2 separate regions of the Ovis aries genome follow, and region 1 is linked to region 2. Evidence: chromatin contacts called from public Hi-C data. All regions are on one chromosome and are shown on one strand. Each heading gives the region's core, a stretch centred on a gene start, on an enhancer-like site or on the middle of the called end of the contact. The rest is flanking DNA. Distances are from core to core; before and after follow the strand shown. Region 1 has its middle 110 kb from the start of GMPS. Region 2 overlaps LOC132657285 (a long non-coding RNA gene).

What was found. A called contact is a pair of places that touch in the nucleus more often than the background predicts.
Region 1: a Hi-C map of skin fibroblasts shows a contact between it and region 2, with 4 times the contacts expected there. The contact joins two enhancer-like sites. A contact is called at or near these places in 2 of 16 Hi-C or Micro-C datasets (skin fibroblasts and tail adipose tissue).

What each region holds. Positions count from the first base shown.
Region 1 is chr1:232,417,947-232,425,428 of ARS-UI_Ramb_v3.0, reverse strand. No RefSeq gene overlaps it. Among named protein-coding and RNA genes, the nearest start is that of GMPS, 110 kb to the left of the region's middle. Within about 2 kb of position 3,073, at least 4 of the 54 cell types and tissues checked have an H3K27ac peak or open chromatin away from gene starts, as enhancers often do. A contact at or near this core is called in tail adipose tissue, where this site is marked.
Region 2 is chr1:231,195,244-231,202,260 of ARS-UI_Ramb_v3.0, reverse strand. All of the region lies in intron 1 of LOC132657285 (a long non-coding RNA gene), which reads left to right. Among named protein-coding and RNA genes, the nearest start is that of CCNL1, 31 kb to the right of the region's middle. Within about 2 kb of position 1,325, at least 36 of the 54 cell types and tissues checked have an H3K27ac peak or open chromatin away from gene starts, as enhancers often do. A contact at or near this core is called in tail adipose tissue, where this site is marked.

The DNA.
Region 1 (7,482 bases), core at 1,824-4,323, 1.2 Mb before region 2:
GAGTGGTGACTTCTAAATATTTTTCATGCCACACTGGAAAGTAGAAGTTGGTACATAAAATAACTCTTTAAAATTAAACACTTTTTAAGTTTAACTTGCTCCTAAATTCTCGAAGCTTTTCAAGGACATTAAGTGGTATGCTTAGTAGAAGAGAATTAGTGAAACAACATAAATCACTATTAATCATGGAAGGAAAATGTCTAAAATGCAGGTATCATGAACTTGTTATAGTAAATTTTGTGTGTCAGCTGAGGCTCAGTTATGCTGTGGCAGCAAACAGCCCCAGAATCTCAGTGGCTTATGACCACAAAGGCCTGTCTCTCACTCATGCAGCATTTCCACTGCAAGTCAGTCGAGGCTTTATTCCATGTCATCTTTATTCTGTGACTCAGGTTGAAGGAGTGGGCTCTTCTGTGATGTGTCAGTCAAAGGAAGAAAGAAAGTTTTGTTCAAAAGCAGCACTTCTGTTCACATGTCTTTGCCAAAGCCAGTCATGTGACTAGTCCCAAATTCAATAAGGTGCCTCCAGGACAGAATATTACAGGTCTCATGGCCACATATAACATCAACACAGTGAAAGTAATCTTCCTACAGAAAAGGTGTCAGGTATTTTGAATATTAATGTAATTTACCAAAGTTTCTACCAAGTTCTTCTCTAGTTTATTATAAGTTGGCCAACCAGAATTCTCTTATCCGAGTTGTTCCAGGATGTGCAAAGTTTCTGTTGGCCACCTCCATACCTGCTTTGAGGGTCAGTGTGTTTTTGTTTTTAAAGCATTCACTTGCTAGAGGATGCAGGGACAAAGGAATCCTCCGTTAAATGCTTTTGTGAGGAACTCCTGGGACTGACGACACAGCACTTGTTTTCAAGGTATTTATAAAACAGCTCCCTCCAGTCAGTCCTTGGTGTAGGCACATACATTCCTGGAATCTGCATTGTGAGGCAGTTGGTAAAAAAATAACTCCTCTTTTATGCCACATCAGAGTTGGTTCTTGAAAAGCACGTGACTATCCCTGTTACCATTAGGTTGTATTCGTGTAATGACAAGGAAATAAGTTGACTGAGGGATGGTTCGTTATTTTGTCTATACAAAGATGGGGATAAAAATTACTAAATGGGGAGAATTAGGAACAGGTTAGGAGCAGGTACACTCAGTTAAATAAAGGAATAGAGAAAAGCTGCTTGTTCTGGTGATAACTAGAGTACAAATCTACAAAGGTCAGGTCAAATTATTAAAGAGAAATTCTGTGACTCAAATGTCACCAGCTGGCAGCTCACAAGGATGAGTCTGGGCTCATATATATGTTTTAAATATCAGGAAGTGTTACATAGAAAGAATATAGGTTATGGTTTCTCTTGAAAAATGAGAAATTTTTCCATTTTTTGCTGACATTCCTGAATTTGGTAAAGTTGGTTGGAGTTGCACGGCTTTCATCCCCTTGGGAGTTAGCATGAATCTTCGATTCTCCACATGGAATCTAGATGGATTAAAGACCTTAATATGGAAAGCACTGTAAAGCATATGAAAGAAAATGCAAAAGAGTATTTTTGTCATTTTGTTTGAGATTTCATAAATAAGACTCCAGATAGTCTACAGTCAACCCTAAAAATTATTTTTTGCCAAAATCAAGGATCCCTATTTAACAATGGCCATCATAGACAAGCAACCTATAGGAAAAGAGATTAGAAAAGTTGTTTTCAATGTGTCATACCAACAAAAAAATTATTATCTAGGATATTCAAGGGATTCTTGAACACAGTTTTAATTCATAGCGAGAAAAGTCAGAAAACACAGACTGTTAATAAGTAATTAATAGAGAAGGAAACTCATGTAATTATTAAATATCTTTAAGTGAATATAATCTGAAAAATGCAGTTTAAAATGACTACATTTTCTAGCAGTCCAGTTGGCAAGAATGATCAATCAGGTATCATCAAATACTCACCAAAGATGTGGGGACATGAGAATTTTCCTGTGCTGGTAGAAATATAAACAGCTATTCTAGTGAGCCATCTTGACACTGCAGAGTGAAATTAAGGACATGCATATACTATGCTTAGAAATTCCACGCCCAGAGGAATGTCAACATCTGGAAAACCACTTGCATGGTTCTACAAATAGATGCCCTAAGAAAGACTTATGAAAATGTTCATGGCAGTATTACTTGTTCTAACAAAGGTCAGAAATGATATAGGTGTCTATCTACATCTGAATGTCTAAATGAAATGTGGTACATGCATTTAATGGAATGCTATGCAACAGGAAAAATCTTGATATAAGCAAGATTTACCTATCATAATATAGATATACACATATCTAAGTAAATATGTATGAAAGATCAAACTTTAAATGTACCAGAGTTGGTGTCTATACTACCTGGGAAGAGATTGGGACTGGGAATGGGGAATAAAGAGATGTAAAATAAAACAAACTGAAATAGAATATAATAGCCTTGTGGATGACAGCATACTGTGAATGAGGAATGTGATTCATTCAATTCTATAAACCTAAAGTTATAAAAGACATCAACAAAAAAGAGTTACTATTCCTTTACATTTTGGTCAAAGATAGCTCTTATAAACTTTTTTTTTTTTTTTGGTTAAGGTGGAGTAAATTCCATGGTTTGGCCTGACTTGAGCAGCTCCACTGCCAAATACTAATCTAATTGTTGTAATATCTTGTTATCAAGGCACACATTTGTGATCTTCCTGTTTTGTTGTTTTCTGTGTGTTCATTCATTTATCTCCACTAAGTAAAGCCCTTTTGTGCATAACTCCCAGGTGACCTACTCCATCTTTGCCTAAGCAGTGTTTTGAAACCAGAAGGAAAATTTCTGCAAATTAAACTACCTTGGTGCTGCTGGATTTGAAACGGCAGATGGTGGTTGGGTTTTACAAGTCTCCTTTGCCCCCTGCCTTTATTTCCTGCCTGCTTTTACATTAATCCTCTCTGTGCAGATCTGGCTAAGTGTGTGAAGCACTCTCTGAGGAACTGTGTTAATGATAAGCCCACCTCTAGGTCTCTAAAGAGTCATTCTGCCTTTTATTCGCAAAGTGTGGGAAGCCCCTTCTAGCCCTTGCCATATTAAAGTTCTGCACCACTGCGATATTTAGAGAGAACACACACGCAGGACAGGGATGGAGGGCATACCGTCTTCTCAGCAAAGGGCCTCCCAGCAGGCTGGATTTACTGGATTTTTTTCACTTTCTTTTGCCATTTGGATTTCTAAATACTTTTTATTAGTTCAGTCTTTAAAGTTGAGAAATTCAGCCAACTTGTAACAAAACACTGTAGCCTGAGTCCCCTGGGGCCTAAGAAAACTGCTGAGCTTGGCTGACTTCTGCTTAAGTCTCCTCTGTGTGCTTCCCCAGCCAAAGAGAGAGATGTCACACTCCCCATGCCAGAATTTATGACTCAAAAAACGGAATCTTACACATCGGTTTCTTCAGAAGCTTATGCTTCAAGTTAATGCTTCTAGTTTAGGAGTATTTGAAGTGATTTCACAGTACTTACCAGGGCAAGATTTGTGCCTTAGTTTTGAGTCCTTCATTCATTTAGCAACTATTTTCTGAGCACATGTGTCAAGTATGTGGCTATAGCCCTCACCAGGAAATGGTTAGGTTGTCTTCTTCCTTTGGTGATGAGCACTGGCATTGTGCTTTTGGACTTCTCTGATCATACCTCTGTGAGATGAGTAAATGCTGAAATTAAATTTCAGTCTCTTATTAATTTGCTACATGGCTTTTTAAATTGTTGAATAGAGTTGAAGAAATGGGGTGCCTTTTATCTCTGACTTAAATTCTCATTCAGCAGTAATGGGGTGTGTGTGTGTGTGTGTGTGTGTGTGCGCACACGCGCGTGCGAGGTTGCTCAGTTGTGTTTGACTCTTGTGATCCCATGTACTGTAGCCTGCCAGGCTCTTCTGTCCATGGAGTTTTCCAGGCAAAGAATATTGAAGTGGGTTACCATTTCCTATTCCAGGGGATCTTTTTGACTTGGGGATCGAACTCACGTTTCTGGTGTTTCCTGCCTTGGCAGGTGGATTCTTTACCACTGTGCTGCCTAGGAAGCCCCAGTCTTTACTGTTCAGTTCAGTTCAATCACTCAGTCGTGTCTGACTCTTTGCGACCCCATGAATCGCAGCACGCCAGGCCTCCCTGTCCATCACCAACTCCTGGAGTTCACTCAATCTCACATCCATTGAGTCAGTGATGCCATCCAGCCATCTCATCCTCTGTCATCCCCTTCTCCTCCTGCCCCCAATCCCTCCCAGCATCAGAGTCTTTTCCAGTGAGTCAACTCTTCGCATGAGGTGGCCAAAGTACTGGAGTTTCAGCTTTAGCATCATTCCTTCCAAGGAAATCCCAGGGCTGATCTTCAGAATGAACTGGTGGGATCTCCTTGCAGTCCAAGGGAATCTCAAGAGTCTTCTCCAACACCACAGTTCAAAAGCATCACTTCTTCAGTGCTCAGCCTTCTTAGGTAAACATCAGCTACTTCTCACACTGTGCTGGAGTGGGGCATAGCATGTTATGGTATGGCATATAATAGTATAGTATATTACAATATAGTGGGTAGACCTCAGAGTCACATAGTAGCTCAAGCATTAAATTTGCTCTCATCCAGCCTTGTGATCTTGGGTACATGTCTTAACTTTCTGTGTCTCATTTTACTTAAAATTATAGAAGTGTTTTTCAATAACTCCAAGCACAAACACTTCTATGCTGCTCCAGTACTCTTGCCTGGAAAATCCCATGGACGGAGGAGCCTGGTAGGCTGCAGTCCTTGGGGTTGTGAAGAGTCGGACACGACTGAGCAACTTCACTTTCACTTTTTACTTTCATGCATTGGAGAAGGAAATAGCAACCCACTCCAGTGTTCTTGCCTGGAGAATCCCAGGGACGGGGGAGCCTGGTGTTCTGCTATCTATGGGGTAGCACAGAGTCGGACACCACTGAAGCGACTTAGCAGCAGCAGCAGCAGCAACACATAGTAGAAGCTCATTAAGTGTCAACCTCTCCTATAGCCACCTAAGAAGAACATAAAGGAGGTAGAAAGCCCAGGCCTTGTCCTCAGGAACTAAGAGGCTGGTCAGGAAGACGAGATGTAGACTCTGTAAAATCACCAGGGAAAATGCCTCTGAAAAGAAACCTAAATAGTATGTTAACTAACTCTGTCCCTCTCATTACCACCAATTCTGGAAATGAAAGACAGATTTTTTTCATTGAAACATGTTTATACTTAACGTTTATACTTAATATCCAGAAAGCTTTCTATAAACTAACAACCCTTCTTCTTGGAGGAAGTGGAGGATTTAAGTTTTAAATTAGGCTCAAGCACACACACTCACATGAACATTATAGTGATTTAGCGTTCATCAGGACTTTCATCTGAAAGTTGTGCAAATGTTGGCTCCATCTGGTGACCGCTCATAGAACATGTTATTCCTAGTGTTTGCAAATAATTATCTAAATAGAAATCTGCTTGAAAAGATTCTGTTTAATGTGTATACTCTGAAAAGTAATTTCCTTGGCCATTTTATGTATTAAAGGAATTGAAAACCTTCCTTACATTTACATGTCCTCATGCTGTTTGAAGTGCAGGTCATGGTTGTAGAGTTTGAATGCTAGGTCCATGCCAATATGATCTCTATCAAGAGCCTCTTTTTGAAGAGGTTAGTATTTAAAACCTCCAGTGGTCTTACATCATCAGGTTTCATGGCAAAAGCAAGGGCCTTGAAGCTAATAAGACTTAGGTTCTATTTCATACCCTTTGGAATGAGGTGTTCAGAATATACAGAGATGGTGGTAGAGTCACATTTGTGTAGAGAATGTAGAACCTTCTGGAATCAAGGATTGATGCTTTTCCCTTTTCACACTGGCTGCAATTAAAATATCTCTGATGATTAGGATTGTCCAAAGTGGTAAGCAGGATAAGAAAGGCCACACGGAATCTCCCCAAGGGACACTTACTAGGAAAATGAAGCCCAGGCCCATGCCATTGTCTCCGTTATCCTGGGGAAGGAGATGTTTCTGGACGTAGTTTGTGTCTGAAGTTGGAACTTGAATGCTTACTCTTTGGTAGTGAGCTTAGCAACACTTTGAAGGAACTCTTAATAACCTGCTGCATGTCTGCTGACTTTACATCTCACAAAGTTTCCGGTGTCACAAGCAGGGGCAGTTGTAACTGCAGGTTCCTTCAATGATCAGCTTCTGGAGGTGGTTGTGCTAATCTGAAGCCTCAAGGTGGCGCTTGTGAGCTTCCATTTCATTAGTGAAGTTGAGGAGTGGCGGGTAGGGAGTAAGGTAACTCCAGATGTGACAGTCAGAGAAGGGGACTGATGGAGTGCTTAAAGGAGTCTGGAGCTGGGAGCTCTTAATCCCTTCTCCCCTTGGAGAAGTAATTAATTAGTAGCAGAGCTGGGACTTGAATGCAAGGTCTTGTTCTGCCTCCAGTCCTGATCGTCTCCCCAGTCTGACTGTCCCTAATGAAATGATGTTTGGGCATGGAGGAAAGAGGAGTAGTTTATTTAGCTAATCTTTCCAGAATTCTTGCCTGGAGAATCCATGGACAGAGGAGCCTGATGGTCTACAGTCCATCAGGGTTGCAAAGAGCTGGACATGACTGAGCAACTGAGCACATGGGACAGTGTCCTCATGTCCTAGTAGTGGGGAGAGAAATTTGCTAGAACTCAAGGAGTGGCAGTAAAGATTTTTCAAGTCCTCTCCTTTGTTTTGAAAGAATTACCCCCAAAATTAAAAAATACTTTTTTTCTTAGAATATTGTTTGCATTTCCTCAAATGTATACTTTGTAGACTTTATATTTTTGGGCTCCAAAATCACAGCAGATGGTGACTACAGCCATGAAATTAAAAGACACTTGCTCCTTGGAAGAAAAGCTATGACCAACCTAGACAGCATATTAAAAAGCAGACACATTACTTTGCCAACAAAAGTCCTTCTAGTCAAAGCTATGGTTTTTTTCAGTAGTCATGTATGGATATGAGAGTTGGACTATAAAGAAAGCTGAGCACCAAACAACTGATGCTTTTGAACTGTGGTGTTGAAGAAGACTCTTGAGAGTCCCTTGGACTGCAAGGAGATCCAACCAGTCAATCCTAAAGGAAATAAGTCCTGAATATTCTTTGGAAGGACTGATGCTGAAGTTGAAACTCTAATACTTTGGTCACCTGATGCGAAGAACGGACTCATTTGCAAAGACCCTGATGCTGGAACAGATTGAAGGCAGAAGGAAAAGGGGATGACAGAGGATAAAATGGTTGGATGGCATCACCGGCTCGATGGACATGACTTTGAGCAAGCTCCGTGAGTTGGTGAAGGACAGGGAAGCCTGGCGTGCTGCAGTCCATTGAGTCACAAAGAATCAGACACAACTGAGCAACTGAACTGAACTGATACTCTGACCGAAGTAGTAGACTATGTTAATTACCAAGACAGATACCCTCCAGGGGAGCAGCTC
Region 2 (7,017 bases), core at 76-2,575:
GGACCTACTGTATAGCACAGGGAACTCTGCCTAATGTTACGTGGCAGCCTGGATGTGAGGGGAAGAATGGATAACATGTATATGCATGGCTGAGTCCCTTTGCTGTTCACTTGAAACTCACAGCATTGTTTATCGGCTATACCCTAATACAAAAAAAGCTTAAAAAAAAAAGAGATCTCCTGAAAGTCCCCTTTGGTTGTGGAAGTCAGTCATCCTGTGTCACAGAATTCCCGAACATGGTGAGTCTGGCTTGGCCTGGGCAAAGCCACGGCTACCCCCAAGTGCAGACTTTCCTTAGACGAGTTCTTCCTGTGGCTCTTGACCTCCTGCCCGTCCCCCTACCAGGAAGGTCCCTAGCCATAGCCTCCACAACCAGGCGTTCTCCTGAGGGTCCTGTTCCTTTCCTGAGCAGGTCTCAGTCCTGCTCTCCCAACCTAAACTAGACTGTCCCCTCGTCGTGCCGATCTCCTGGGGGGTCAGAGGAGCAACACGGGAGACCAGCTATGGCTTATTCTCCATCTGCATGATGAGCCTGTCATTTCTGCTTCCTAGCTGGACCTGCCTAACCAGACGGGCGCTGGGGTCACTGTGTGTGAGAGATGAGACAGACTCCTGCCGGTGAGGTGATGCTGAGGGTGGGCTGTTCTGTGGCGGATGTCACCTCTGTCCTGCAGAGGGGCCCCCAGGCGTCCCCCCCATCCACCCCCCAGGGCCTCTGCGGAAGGCCTTGTACCCCTGCCTCAGGCCTGGCCACACTTTGCCAAAGTTCCAGAATCTTCTTGGCCCCTTTGAACCAAACAGATGCTCTCTGAAAGAGAACAGGGTTGCCCTTTTGCCATATCCATTTCAGTCAGCTGGCATCTCATATTTCCCCTTTAAAAAATGAGCAACTTTTTCTGCTCATCCAGCAAGGCGGAGCAGTTTCTGTCATGGGTTTAGGCACCACCCTCACCTCTACAAAAGGAAAGAAAATCAATTATGTGTGTTGTAAACTAGCTTCCCCTGGGGTCCAGGCCCTACTCAGGCAGACCCTAGGGGAGAGAGGGTCTCCCTCTCCCTCTCTCCCCTTCCCCAGAGGGTGCGTTCCCAGCTGGGGAGGGGAGAAAGGAAGGCCTATTGTTCCCACCGGCCATGTGCTGGGTGTTCCCCCTGGGAGCCTGGAGATGCGATCATCTCCCGCCTGGTGTTCTGTTGGTTTTGTTTCTGGTCTTTTTTGCTGTGCCTCCTGGCCCAGGCCCCCCAGCCGCCCCCCACCCCTGTGCTGCACCGGTTCGTCCTGTCCTCTGTGTGCGCCTTTGATGTCCGGCTCAGTTCTGGGGGAGCGGAGGAACTTCTCCCACCTGCCAGACTCTGGAGGGAGTGGGGTGTTGTGGGGGGAGGGTAGGCAGAGCGAGTGAACAAAGGCATGTGGGGGGAGGGGTGCCAAGAAGGGAAGGGGCGGCTGCTCCCTGCCTGCCAGTGTTGGGATGGGGGACGCGGCAGGGCTGAGCCGACATCACCAACTTCTCGGGCCTTCGGAGCATCCTGCCTGCTGAGGCTCCGAGGCAGACTCCGGCAGGAGGAGCCAGGAAATTCTGGTCGGGTCCCGCCTCTGCCACCGTGTGACCCCGCGCGGCCCTGCGCCTCCCAGGGTGAGCCTCTCTGCCCCGAGTGGGGCAGTAACTCCCGCTCCGCCCTTCTGCTTCCTGGGCTGAGGGTGAGAGGCGCTAACACAGCCCTCTCCGAGAAGGCGCTGGGAGAAGCAAAAGGCCTTTGTGAGTCAGCGGTGGGAGTCGCTGCTGGGTGCTCACCCACGGTTTACCCGCCACCCCGGGTCACATAAGCATCTGGTGAGCTCGTGCTGCCCCCTAGAGGCCATACCGCTCCTCATACTTCACCTATTTCCAGTTATATTTTTATTTTCTCAAAACCATCAGAGAAATTAAGGATGAATATGTAATAACCCAGCGGTGGTTCTGAATTACTTTTATACCAGTGAAGTAACAAAATATATTTTAAAATATTTTTTTAATGGAGGCAGTGGCCCATGAGGGCAAAAGAGTACAAGGCAACCCTGGACCCAAGGTCTCAGGTGGCCTGTCCGAGCTCATCCTTCCTTGGGCGACTACCTGCTAGCTGGCTGCCCCTCCAAGCCGGTGGGGAGGCCTGACGGTGGCTACCTGCCAAGGCCTTTCCCCAAAGGGCCCATGTTTTCCCCCAAGATGATGGAGATAACATGGAGGAACAGATGGAGAAACCGAAGCAATTTGGCTGCTTTTCTTCAGGCTTTAAAAAGCCTTTGAAAATCCCCAAAGATTACAAAATGGCTTGATAAATACCTATCTTTCTCTTTGCTGATATTGAGACAGCACTAGTTGGCTTGGAGAGAAATTAGGGCTCCTGCATATTAACAATAATGGCTGCATTCCCTCTTTATGAGAAATGTTCTCACAGAGTGTGCAGTGCAGCCCCAGGTGGCAACTGCCCGTATTTTTAGATGAGGAATTTGGGGCCTAAAAAGGTCACATGCTGGTGAGAGGGGAACCATAGCTTGAGCCGGAAGATTCTGGCTTCAATCCCCCCAACTCCCCCACCCCCTGACACCCCCCGCTTTTGAGTGCTGGGCCCCACCCTTGCATGGCAGGGGAAACACTGCAAAAAAGCCAACAAGCCTTTTCCCTCCATACCCGTGGGATTAGTAATCTAGTCAACGGTTGGTCATCCTCTAGTTGTGATGAATAATCATCTGAAAACTCATGTCCTTTGACCTGGTTACCACTTTCCTTTTCCCTTCTCATCTGACAGATTCCTTGAGAGCCTTGGACATTCCAGAGAGCTCTGCACGCCCCTCCCTGGCCCCTTCCCAGGCCTCTCTAAGAAGCTTCTCTTTAGACTTGGCCTCCCGGCCTTGGGACAGGAATGAAAGGCCATGGGCCTTCTGGAGGCTTCCCTCCATGGTCCCCTCTGGCCCCACGTTCTCTCCCCTGTCCTAAACAGGCAGGATGACGGGCAGAACTGAGGTGAATGTTGTCAGTACAGTGAGCACAATGCTGAAAAGCGTGGAGGGGCAGGTAGGCAGCTTCGTCAGAGGCACTGGGGACCCAGGAGGGCAGTGGACACCCCATCGTAGGTGCCTGGTTTGCTGAGAAGGGCTTGCGATACCCGCAGTGCAGTGGAGTGACACGAAGACTTGCTTTCTTACCCACATGAGGCATGAACATTCCAGCAGGTGTGCAGGAAGCCTTCTTCCAGGTCTTTCATCTCTGGGGTGAAACTCAGATTGTATGTGGGTTCTCACACAGGCTAGGAAAACACGTTTCATAAACATCTCTTGCATGCCAGCTCCTAGCCGTTTTTGCATATGTCAAATCACATAACCATCAGAAGTCCCTGTGAGATAGGGATTATATGGTAGGTTTTATGCATTAATAAACTGAAGTTCAGAGAGGCTGAGAGATTTGGCAAGGATCACAAAACTAATTGGGAGAGTATCGACTCAGAGCATAAGATAAACTCCTAAAAAATGCTGCCTACCCTTGAGACCTCAGTGTGCCCGACCTAAGACACCTCTGGATGCCTTTCTGCTTTGGGGCTGAAGGGAGCCCCCTGTAGCATGTTAGGTGAGTGCGGACCATCTCCCGGTTGGCTGGATTTATAAACTGAGCAATTAAATGACTTAGCTGTGCATCCATGTGCCTCCAACCCCCACCCTTGGCCTTCATCCCGGTTTCCTGTTCCCTTCCTCCACGGCACATGTGGAGGCCACATCGCCCTTGTGTCAACCCCTGTGGCCTCATTTGTCTGCCACAGACGTCCGGGCCTCTGTGGGCAACTGGCCAAGATAAGAATGGAGAGACTGGGCAGGCTTGGGTTTAAATTCCACTTCTGCCATATTTTCAGGGAAACTACTCAAATTTTACGGTAGCGATGGAGGTGAGGTAGTTAGTCATAATTATGTCCAAGAAGAGGAAAAGGAGCATCCGGGGCCAGCCCCTCAACAACAGGCGGGCCTTCATGCCCCGAGAAGGGGATGCGCCCTGGCTGTCCATGTTCTCCTCCACACATGCTGGTCAGGCTCAGTGTAACCATCTCTGGGAGGGGACCACAATTCATAATGTTTAAGAGAAACCACATGAAATTAGAGGGAGCATTTGCGTGGAGCCCACTGGAATCCACACTTGACACCTGCTCCCTGGCCTCTGTTTCCTCGTCTTTAACATTTAGAGCTAATAATACGTAATGCTAATGCTCTCAGCACTTTTCACATAAGTTCACTCCTCCCCTGCTCACAGTGGCCCAATTCCCGCTTCCCGGTGAGGAGGCCCAGAGGTTACATCACCGCCCGGGATCACGACAGAGGTGGACTTTGAGCGCAGGTGGCGGCCACCCTGCTCTCAGCCGAGTCTTATGGGAATGATGCGGCCTTCCACTGAGGTGAGAGGCCGGGACTGAGAGAGATCCTGTGTCCTAAGCTTCTGAAATAAAGCACGAACTTGGTTAATGCTCTTTTCTTTCCTGGCCTTCTAGGTAGGTTTGTGAGGAGGGCGCCACAGCCCACCTCTCTCAGCCAAGGTCTGCTTTGCACAGTGTCTACAGGGATGAGTGAAAGGGAGAGTTTTGACAAGGTGGGTGGCAATAGGGAGGGGAGAGGAGTGCTAGAAATAGAGCTGTGTCTGCAAGGCAGGGGTCAGAGGGCTGCAAGCGTGGCTGGTGCCTTGGTTCTCTGGGGCCCAGCCTGCACACCACAATGCCACTATGTTGGCTGCGGGTTTGAGTCCAAGAGAGAGGCTTCGGCTCCTACGGCCCCTCACATCATGGCTTTAGCCTCAGACCCCACCCCCACCCCCATTAGAAAAGACCCTGATGCTGGGAAACCTTGAAGGCAGCAGAAGGGGAAGACAGAGGATGAGATGGTTGAATGACTCAATGGATGTGTGAGTATACTCCGGGAGATAGTGGAGGACAGGGAAGCCTGACGTGTTGCAGTCCACGGGGTCACAAAGAGTCGGACACGACTGAGCAACTGAACAACAACCACCACCCAGCTCCACCCAGTGCCAAGGAGCCTGGAACAACCGGAAAGCCTCGGGGGACAGGGAGGAAGGGAGCTCCCGGCCACCCCGTAGCCCTCTAGGGCCGGTGTGAAGAAATAGGGCTGCTCTGTTGCAGGCCTAAGATAGCACAGGCCCACACCCAAGCTGCGGCTGCCCCACCCCGACTCTGGCCTGAGTCAGCCGCCGGCAGATGGAGAATGTTCCTCAGAACCAGAAAGAGGTCTGTGTAGGGGCCGCTTTCTGATGGAAGGTCTCCAAGCCCGACTGCCACAGTTCCGCCAGAGCCCAGCTTCTCCATCCCAGGCAGTCTAGGTGATGGTTACTGAGGTGTATTCCTCTGTTTATTGAGATCACATGGGCCAAGGCCAGGTGTTCCCCGGGGCCAAAACAAACAGACCTTGACTGGATGGCATGCCAGTTCTTCTGAGTGTCCCTCAGCTCCATTGATATAGCGTGATCAGGACAGTTAGAGGTGCGCCATGACGACCTGCGCTGACCTTAGCTGACCTTAGCTGTGTGCTCACGGGCGCCGCCTGCTTGTTCTGGGAAGGGGGATGCTGGGTGGTTTTTTCCCACAAAGTAGATTCACTGAATCCTAGTGACTTGGATGTTTGGGGAGTGGCTGTTTAAAAAATCCCACCCAGTACTTCAGTTTGCTCTGCTGTTTGTAAGGACAGTCACAACCCCAGACTTCAGGAGGGAGATTCATCCACTGTCCTTATTTGGTTCCTTCCCATGTGACCAGCTGAACTCTTCTTGTTCAAGGTTTGCCAAGGATAGTGGAGATCTTGCTTCAGTTGCTGGCATTTCAGAAGGGTTCTTGAAATGACAAAACGGTTCCTTTGCACTCTCTTGACATTTTCATCAGTGATGAATATTTATGAAGTGCCCACAGTGAGGTTGCTTGCCAGTTCTGAACCCAGATAAGAGGGAAGTTTTTTTATTCAATTGTAGGGGAGGGGAGTGTTATTTGGTTAACTATGTTTCTTTTAACTTCTGAAAGCCTTCCTTTTCCTGGAAAAAATAAAATGTCATTTTGCAAAGGAAAGAGTAAAGTGTCTGCTAATACATAGTATTTCTTCAGTTATCATTTTGGTTCCTGGACAGTTGCTTGTTTTCTGAAACCCTCAAATTACTTTATTTCTTTGCACTAAAAATACTTAGTCAGTTGAACATTGGTTGAACTCATGACTGTGGCAACTTGCACATTCAACAGATGGTTTCATTTTTTCCAACCAATTCTCTCTTTTTTTTCCACTCCACCCAAGAACAAATCATGCATTGCTGGAGTGAGTCACCAGGGAACCCATCTCTGAGTTCTTTGCTGTCTGCAGTCCAACACTGCCCCCTCGTGGTAAGGAGAGCACGACGCTCTCTGATTTTACCATCTCTTACCCCGTGAGCGAAGGCAATGGCACCCCACTCCAGTACTCTTGCCTGGAAAATCCCATGGATGGAGGAGCCTGGTAGGCTGAAGTCCATGGGGTCGCTAAGAATCGGCCACGACTGAGCGACTTCCCTTTCACTTTTCACTTTCATGCATCGGAGAAGGAAATGGCAACCCACTCCAGTGTTCTTGCCTGGAGAATCCCGGGGACGGGGGAGCCTGGTGGGCTACCGTCTATGGGGTCGCACAGAGTCGGACACGACTGAAGCGACTTAGCAGCAGCACCCCCGTAACACCAGGGGCTACTAGCTGGTTTTAACGAAACTCTTATGAGGCCCAGAGTGGCCCAAAGGTCCTGGGGCACAAAAGGGCTTGTTGTGTGTTCTCCAGGGTGAAAGGCTCTGGGCTGTAGATGTGACTTTTACCTCTGTTTGAGACGCAGTGAACCAGACTGCCTTGACCAAGAAAGTCTTTCCCTGGGAGTTGGATGCTTGGAAACGTATGTAAGATGCTCCAGGCCTTTGCAGAAGTTTAGCCATAGTAGGCGCTCCTTTAGTGCATGGGCTGGGTTTTTTAATTTCTTTTTTTATTGCTTAC